Regions from separate parts of the Macaca mulatta genome. Here region 2 is linked to region 1. A link is a contact called in public Hi-C data. All regions are on one chromosome and are shown on one strand. The core of a region is the stretch at or near the end of the contact, and the rest is flanking DNA. Distances in the headings are between cores, read along the strand shown. Region 1 holds the start of YWHAQ (tyrosine 3-monooxygenase/tryptophan 5-monooxygenase activation protein theta). Region 2 holds the start of ADAM17 (ADAM metallopeptidase domain 17).

Region 1 (3,899 bases), core at 603-3,102:
CTACTATGCTTGTCTATCAAAGCCCACCTAAAATATGATGTGCACAAACACATCAAAAATAAGTAGGCCTCTCGTAAAAGCGACACTTAAAGAAAGGCAAACCATATCGGATTATTTCCTATTTTATTCATAGAAATGACTCTTTGCAGCACTGAAACATTTAAAAACACTCCTGGATATAATGCTGGTATTTCAATTTGAAAAACTTATCCTACGGATCAAAAGATCCGTGCAATGACAAAGCTAAAAATGTTCTCTCTCACTAATAAGGGTGAATCACAGCAGCCACCTACTCCACCCAACAATCGTCCTTGCTAAGACTGGACAGTTCAAAACCTGGAAAGCTTTCCTTGTCCGCTCCACACTAGAAACGAATTCACTTCAACAGTAGTGTTTAAGCACAGCTGTGCAACAGCAAGGAAATGTTATTATTAAATGTTGAAATTTACCAGGACATTGTGTTCTTCAGATAGAGCTGTGCCCTTTTCACATTTACCGAACTCCCCTCCTCTCCTGTTTATAGGGGGTGGAGGGGAGCGCAACAGATACTCTTGCTTGAAAAATAAAGTATCTGTTCAGATTTTCGAAGTAAGTTTCCATTACTGGGTTTGGGAAAAAATCCCTACTACATTGTCTGTAACAAAAAGGTGCCTGCGCCTTCTTTCAACTGCCTGAAGCCATTAGAGAGCTCACAGATCTCCCCGCACAAGAAACTTGAAAACGCCTTTCAGTCTCGCAGAGACCTACTTGGATGTTTCCAAGTTCCATCGTTTGGTAGCTACCCAACATCTGGGGGAAAGAAAAAAAAAAAAAAAAGAACTTATCCTTGGAAAAGCAGCCTCTTGAGTCTCTAGAACCGGAGACACACAGAAGGGAAGCCAGGGCTCACCTGAAACCCTCCACCTCGGCAGAGTCCGGTAAGCCCCGGCTCACCTTTCTTTCCGTGCCCGCGAAACTCTCAATGAAAAGTATCGCACAAAAGGCCTCCCCTGCTCCCCGCGCCGAGGACTCACCAGGACCGTGGTGCAGATGGATCTCAGCTCGGACTCCACTTTCTCCCGATAGTCCTTAATCAGCTGCAACTTCTTGTCGGAGGTGTCGGTCTTCTGCTCGATGCTCGAGATGACCCTCCAGGCGGACCTGCGGCCCCCGACCACGTTCTTGTAGGCCACGGAGAGCAGATTGCGCTCCTCGTTGGACAGCTCGGCGCCCTGCTCGGTCACTGCCTTCATGCAGGTGGCCATGTCGTCGTAGCGTTCGGCCTGCTCGGCCAGCTTGGCCTTCTGGATCAGCTCAGTCTTCTCCATGGCGGGCGCGGGGCCGGGGCCGGGGCGGAGGGCGAGGAGAGCGAGGGAGAGCGCCGACCCGGAGCGGGAGGAGCCTCGAGAGCTGCGGAGGGGCGGGGCGGCGAGGCGAGAACAAAAAGCAGGGAGGGAGCGCCGTCAGACAATGCGGCCCGCCGCCCGCTTTTGTCTCTCGCACATGCGGCCGCTTGAATTTCCCTCTCCCCCGCCCCCGCCCCCGCCGGGCGCCCGGGGAGGCCGCGGCCCGCGACGGGAGGAGGCGGGGGCGGCGCGAAGGCCCCGCGCGCACAGAGCCCGAGCCGCGACCGCTCCCGCCACCCCCGCCCGGCCGGCTCAAGATGGAAGCGACCGTTGGCCCCGCACCTTCCCGCCCGGAGCCGTCCCTGAGGGGAGCGGAATCGACAGCCGGCTGCTCGCGAGGGCGGCACCTCCGCCCGGCCCTCAAGCCCAGAGCGGCCGTTGGATGCCCGCGGGCCGACCCAGGTGCTCACCTTCACGTCTCCGCGGTCGCGACGCGAGTCCCACCACTTTGATCTGCTTTTGGCTTTAGCTGAGGACCCTCCCGTCTCAGCCTACCCCGGAGCCGAGGGGCGGTCCGCCGCCCAATGATGCGCCGAGCTTGGCCCGAGAGTCCCGCCCCCCGACGCGCCGCTGGCCAATGAGGACTGAGCGCGCGGAAGGGGGCGAGGGGGGCGGAGCGGGAGGGAACGCGGAGGCTAGGAGGGTGGGTCGGCGCGGGGAAGTTCGGTTGGCCGGCAGGCTGCAGCTTCGGCCACGGGGTTTCCTCCAATTAGATCCAGGGTAAAAGGACGTCACTGTTGCCATGGCGATGCCGTTACCAACTCCCCTCAGCCTCCCCGCCACCCCGGCACTTCTGGGTGCGGCACGAGACCCAGAGGCGCGCACGACCTCCGAAGCGGCGACCACGTCTCCCGGTGCGGATGGTGCATTGCATCTCAAGGTCTCTGGCCGAGTCTGAACTGGAGGGTGACATATTCAGCTGTTTGGGAGCACAGGGGCCTTTCTTTCCTCCACCTTCCGATCTGTGACAAAGGTTTGGATCCCAAGATACTAAACCCAGACCTTAATCACGTTGCCATTAGGGCTGGGAATTAAGCAAACCGCATCCCTATTAAAGAATAATTGATTCCTGGAGACAGTGGCTTCAGTATGGCACGTACGTGATAAATTCAGGTTTTCAGATGGGCACCCTAAAACAAAAACTTCCCTTGTGAAAAGGTAGGTCCCAGAAGATCCAGGCGAGTCTCTGTGACAATGCCAAGTATTGTGGTTTTCTTTAAAATGGGAAATGACATTCAGCACAATCTGCAGGAAAACACCTAGAACCACCCCTTCCCACCCCCCCACAAAAACCCTGCCCATAACATCGCTCCCCGCAAAAAAGCAATTTTTATGTTTCTTTCAGGCTTTCCAGGTTATGCATCTAAATCCATAATTTTTCACATCATTGTCACATGCGCACACGCTTTTTGTTTCTGGTATTATTTGTAAGAGCACACTTGAAAAGCCGAAATCCTCTCCCTGGATGTCGATTTCTGATTTTCTCCTCCTGGGGAACACCCTGCTGAAGTGAGAAAGATTTCCCCAGGCCCCTCCCATTCAGGGTAATCCCTGGCAGCTCCCTTTCCTTTTAAACCACTCCTGTCTCTCTTGGCACTCCAGTCCCCTAACTCCATCCAGGTAGGGTGGCTGTCCTGCCCGTCTGGCGAGTGGCCTTTGTGCCATCTTAAGATGCGAATTGCCCTCTGGGTTCACGCTGCTATGATCCCGATTCCAGCAGGTCTAGGGAGAATGGATCATAGAAGGCCCAAGAATGCCACAGGCAAGAAAGAATTTCCCATTCTCGGTGGAGACCTGAGCGAATCCGGAGAATCTCTAGAATGGGAGATCTGAGAGTGCAGACAGATGGGAGGAGAAGGTGCCGACTTTCCAGAAATTCAGACTCCCTCTTGACTGCCCCTCCCTGTCCTGACTTGTAAAGGTTGCTTTGTGCTTTGACAGACAGGAGCGGCCTGGATTGGAAAGGGCCTGTGTCTTAACGCAGAAATGCCTTACTATGTTCCAGCCTTCTAATGGAGGGCCCTGCTGTTATTTCTGGAATCCCTGGGGCCCCACTGCAGACACATGAGTGTTTATGGCCCTGTGGGCTGGGGTGGAGCTGGACACCGAGAAATCCCAATGGAAAGAATTTGCATGTGGAAGGTCAGATAAAATGCCTTCTGTATGACCAGTGAATTTCAAGCTCACCAAAATTAGAGGCAACCCGGGCAAGGGGAGAAGCCAGTGGAGGTGGATGGGGGATAGAGACCCTGGAGAGGAAATCGTCAGGGGATGGGACCTCTGTGGTAGGGAGAGGTGCTACCAGAAGGAGCAAGCACACTAAATTCTTTGTCAGAAAGTCTAGGCTGTGCTGCCGTCTCCCCCAGTGACCTTGGGCAAGTTTTTGCTGCTTTCTGTACCTCAGTCTCTGAAATTTCTGCTTTCATTCAATCAAATATTTATTGAACACCAACTCATCTGGTTGCAATCATCTAGAATCATGGGTAAAAACTGCTTCCAACCAATGATGCAGTA
Region 2 (3,527 bases), core at 308-2,807, 78 kb before region 1:
GCAAGTGAAACAGTTGTGTCAGGGTGGTGCAAATATAATTTTAATATCTCAAAACAGACATTTATTCTTTTTACTAACATTTATCCTTAAAATGAAGACCCTTACCCTATCCCTCCATCCTAACCACAACCCTACTTCAAAATGTCCTTCAATTTGTACTGACTTACCACTTCTCAGCACTTCCTAACTAGATCCCTTGCCTTTCACGAGTCACTTGTAATCCATTTCAATCGGAAATAATCATAAGGTAGCTGTACAAGTGATAACACTCTCAACACCTTTAATATCCATATCAATCCATTACAATTTCTGTCCACTAAATACAAAGAAAAAAACACTACACATGGTATCATGGTGAAATTTGGGGATCAGTACAACCATGCAAGCCTACAATTTCACACACTGGGAAAACATTATTTCACACTTTATTACTACTAATCAAAGTGTCTTACATGTCAATTTTTGAAAGACAAAAGGATCTTAAAATACACTAAAAGTTCACGCAAACTTATTTCCACCAAAGTTCAGACCCCTTAATGCATGTCCATCCTTAAAATCCAATCTCTCTGGAAAATCTAATGAAATAGGAACCCTCTACTTTCTAGCCTCTAAACTGATCAAACTCGTCATTCCTGATAATTTATTTGTTTAAAAGTGCAAGGAAAGCGTTCACAGTGGCAGCATCACGAGTTGGCTTAACAGGTTTCCGCCTTCCCCCATCTCCCAAGCACCTCCAATAAGCTACAGTTGAAATAACCAAGAACGTGCTTAGGATGTTCGCAAAAACACAACTCTTAAGACTCCAACTCCAGTCTCCGCCTCCCAACGAGATTACTGCATAGGTACCTCCTACAGCAGAAATTCTAGTTCCCTCCTTAGAGGACCAGGAAGAATTCTGGAGCTTTGGGCCCTTCCTTTCTGCCCCTGGTAGAAACACACAACACTAGATTTGTTCCTTACTAAGGCAGGAACCCTGACCACATCTCCCTCTCCAAACAAGAACCAGCCGCCCCACTCCTTGCCGCTTTCCCAACACCCTCCCCAAACACAAAGCTAGGGAGCAAACCCCTCTCAGGCGCTCAGTCACTACATGGAGCCCGTCCAGTAGCCCTTTCCCACTCAGAGATAGGCCCATCTCCTTTATCTTTCCCCAAACTCTGAGAGCCACACCCCCTTCTACACTGAAAGCGTAGGGACGCGCCACCGTCGCCAATACCCCGCCCCCAAACACCTGATAGACCCAGCTCCCCTGCTCTTCCCTCCAACGAGCGCTCCAGGAGCCGCCTAAGCCAACTCCCCTGGGTCTTTACCGAGTCTCTGGTGGGGGCCGAAGCTCGGGTCGTCCGGAGGTCGCGGCGCCAGCACGAAAGGAACCACGCTGGTCAGGAATAGGAGAGACTGCCTCATGTTCCCGGCCCGGCTACCGGCTCCACCTCTCTGGGCAGCCTTCGCCTGACGGGGGTTCGGAAAACTGCTCACATCGGGGGAGGACGGGATCCGCCCGGCCCGGCCCCTCAAACCTCTTTTCCCTCCCGCGCCGCCTACTGGGAAGATTCTACCGCCAGGCTCGACGCCCCCGGAAGTGCAGGTGGCGTTACCAGAGGCCGGCTCAGCCCGCTTCCGGCCGCTGCTGTTTCCCCCGCACCACCCACAGCCGGAAACCGGCCGCCGCGCGGCATCACGGGAGGCTCCGCTTGCCACGCCCCACGCCGGTGCGCCGCGGGTCTCTGGTCGGCTGCCGCGTTCGGCCCCGCCCGTGGCGTCCAGCTGGGACTCGCCTGGCGCCTTACTGGACACAGATGTAGACGTCCCACCTCCACCCAGTCCGGCCTGGCCTTTGTCCCCGGGTGACCGCGGATTGGGGAGGCGGGAGCTAGCGAGCAGGCCCTCAGGCGCGTCTGCCACCTCCTTTGTCTTGGTGCCCACGTCTGGTTAGGATCCCTGCTGTCCATTTTATTATTAAAGGAGCTGTAAAAAGCGGCCTGGGGCCCAGCGACCGGCCCACGGCGGACGAGGAGGCGCAACTAGCCCGTTGCCGCAGGGTCTCTGCCCAGTGTGCTCAGGTGGGAGGGCGGGGACATGAATCGAGCCAAAGAGTGCCCTGCGCACGGAGACCCCCCGGGCCCCGAGCCTAGCCTCCGAAGCCCTAGCCACTCGCCAGCTCCTGCGAGACGAGCCTTCTGAGCGCAGCTCAGGCATCTGGTTCAGGGTCTGACCGCCAGAGTCGTCTGAGGCCTCCATCCGTCTGTTTTCACGAAAAAGGCTCTGGGGGGACTAATAAGCACTTCCTGAAGGCACATTTGCTCCATGCCCCTGCTGTAGGGAGTGGGTCTGCAGACATTTCAACAAATAGAATCCTGGGACCTTACCTGTGAGTACAAGAGCTGGAATCTTCCCACCAACTTCTTAAAATTCAATCCTATACTTGGTCCATTTAACTTAGACTGGAAATTTCCCAAGGCAGTTTGTTTTGCAATCTTTTGCATGATTTTAGCTCTGTATAGTTTAGTGTTTATGGTACTGAATAAAAGTCTAAAAACGTTGGGTACATGTTGCTGTTTTATTTAGTTCAACCAAAGTTTATAAAAGTAGGACGTAATATGTTTTCCACTTAAGAGTGAGACAGCCTTTATTATGAAATGGTAAATTGTTAGGAATAAAATACTAGTCCTATTCAAGTTTCAAGCCTTATTCCTAATAAAATACTCAAAACTGTCGTTAAAATTTATGTTCATGGTGGTTTGCCGCAGTAAAATAGCATCTTTTTCAACAATACGTTGTTGGCTAAAATCAACCAGACCTGGTCTGTACATCTGAGATATAAAATATATTAAACATACTCAGTGGCATACCTAATTAAAAAGTAAGCAAAATTTCACATGCAAATTGTATACAATCTTTAAAAATTGTATTCCATAAGAATGTGACAGTTGAGTATGGTTTTTGGGGGGCTTTTTTTGGTGTACAATAATAATGTCATCTGGTTTCTTTTCTGAACATCCAGTCACCATACTGTCCGGCTTTTAACTTTAGTAGATAGTAGATTGTTATTTTGGTATCCCCAACAGCTCTTGTACAGTGCCTTGCTCATAGAAGGTACTTAGCTGGTTAGTAAATGCCGTTTAGAAAAAAAAAAAAAAAAAAAGCTCCCGATTCATTTTCTTTTCTTTTCCTTTTTATTTATTTATTTTTATTTATTTTTTGTTTTGAGACGGAGTTTCGCTCTTGTCACCCAGGCTGGAGTGCAACGGTGTGATCTCAGCTCATTGCAAGCGATTGAACACCTCCTGGTTTTAAACGATTCTCCTGTCTCAGCCTCCCAAGTAACTGGATTACAGGCGCCCGCCACCACGCCCGGCTAATTTTTGTATTTTTAGTACAGATGGGGTTTCACCATGTTGACCAGGCTGGTTTCAAACTCCTGACCTTAGGTGATCCACCCACCTCGACCTCCCAAAGTGCCAGGATTACAAGCATGAGCCACCGCGCCTGGCCTGAATAACCAGAAATCCTAGATTTCCAAGGGC

The links. A called contact is a pair of places that touch in the nucleus more often than the background predicts.
Region 2: a contact with region 1 is called in a Hi-C map of liver, with 4 times the contacts expected there. The contact joins the promoter of ADAM17 here to the promoter of YWHAQ in region 1. A contact is called at or near these places in 2 of 14 Hi-C or Micro-C datasets (cortical neurons and liver).

Annotation. Positions count from the first base shown.
Region 1 is chr13:115,188,348-115,192,246 of T2T-MMU8v2.0, reverse strand. It overlaps YWHAQ (tyrosine 3-monooxygenase/tryptophan 5-monooxygenase activation protein theta), which reads right to left and starts at 1,852. Exons shown (of 6, transcript XM_077960165.1): 1 at 1,796-1,852; 2 at 1,014-1,389. The coding sequence starts at 1,307.
Region 2 is chr13:115,266,871-115,270,397 of T2T-MMU8v2.0, reverse strand. It overlaps ADAM17 (ADAM metallopeptidase domain 17), which reads right to left and starts at 1,557. Exons shown (of 19, transcript XM_028831980.2): 1 at 1,311-1,557. The coding sequence starts at 1,407.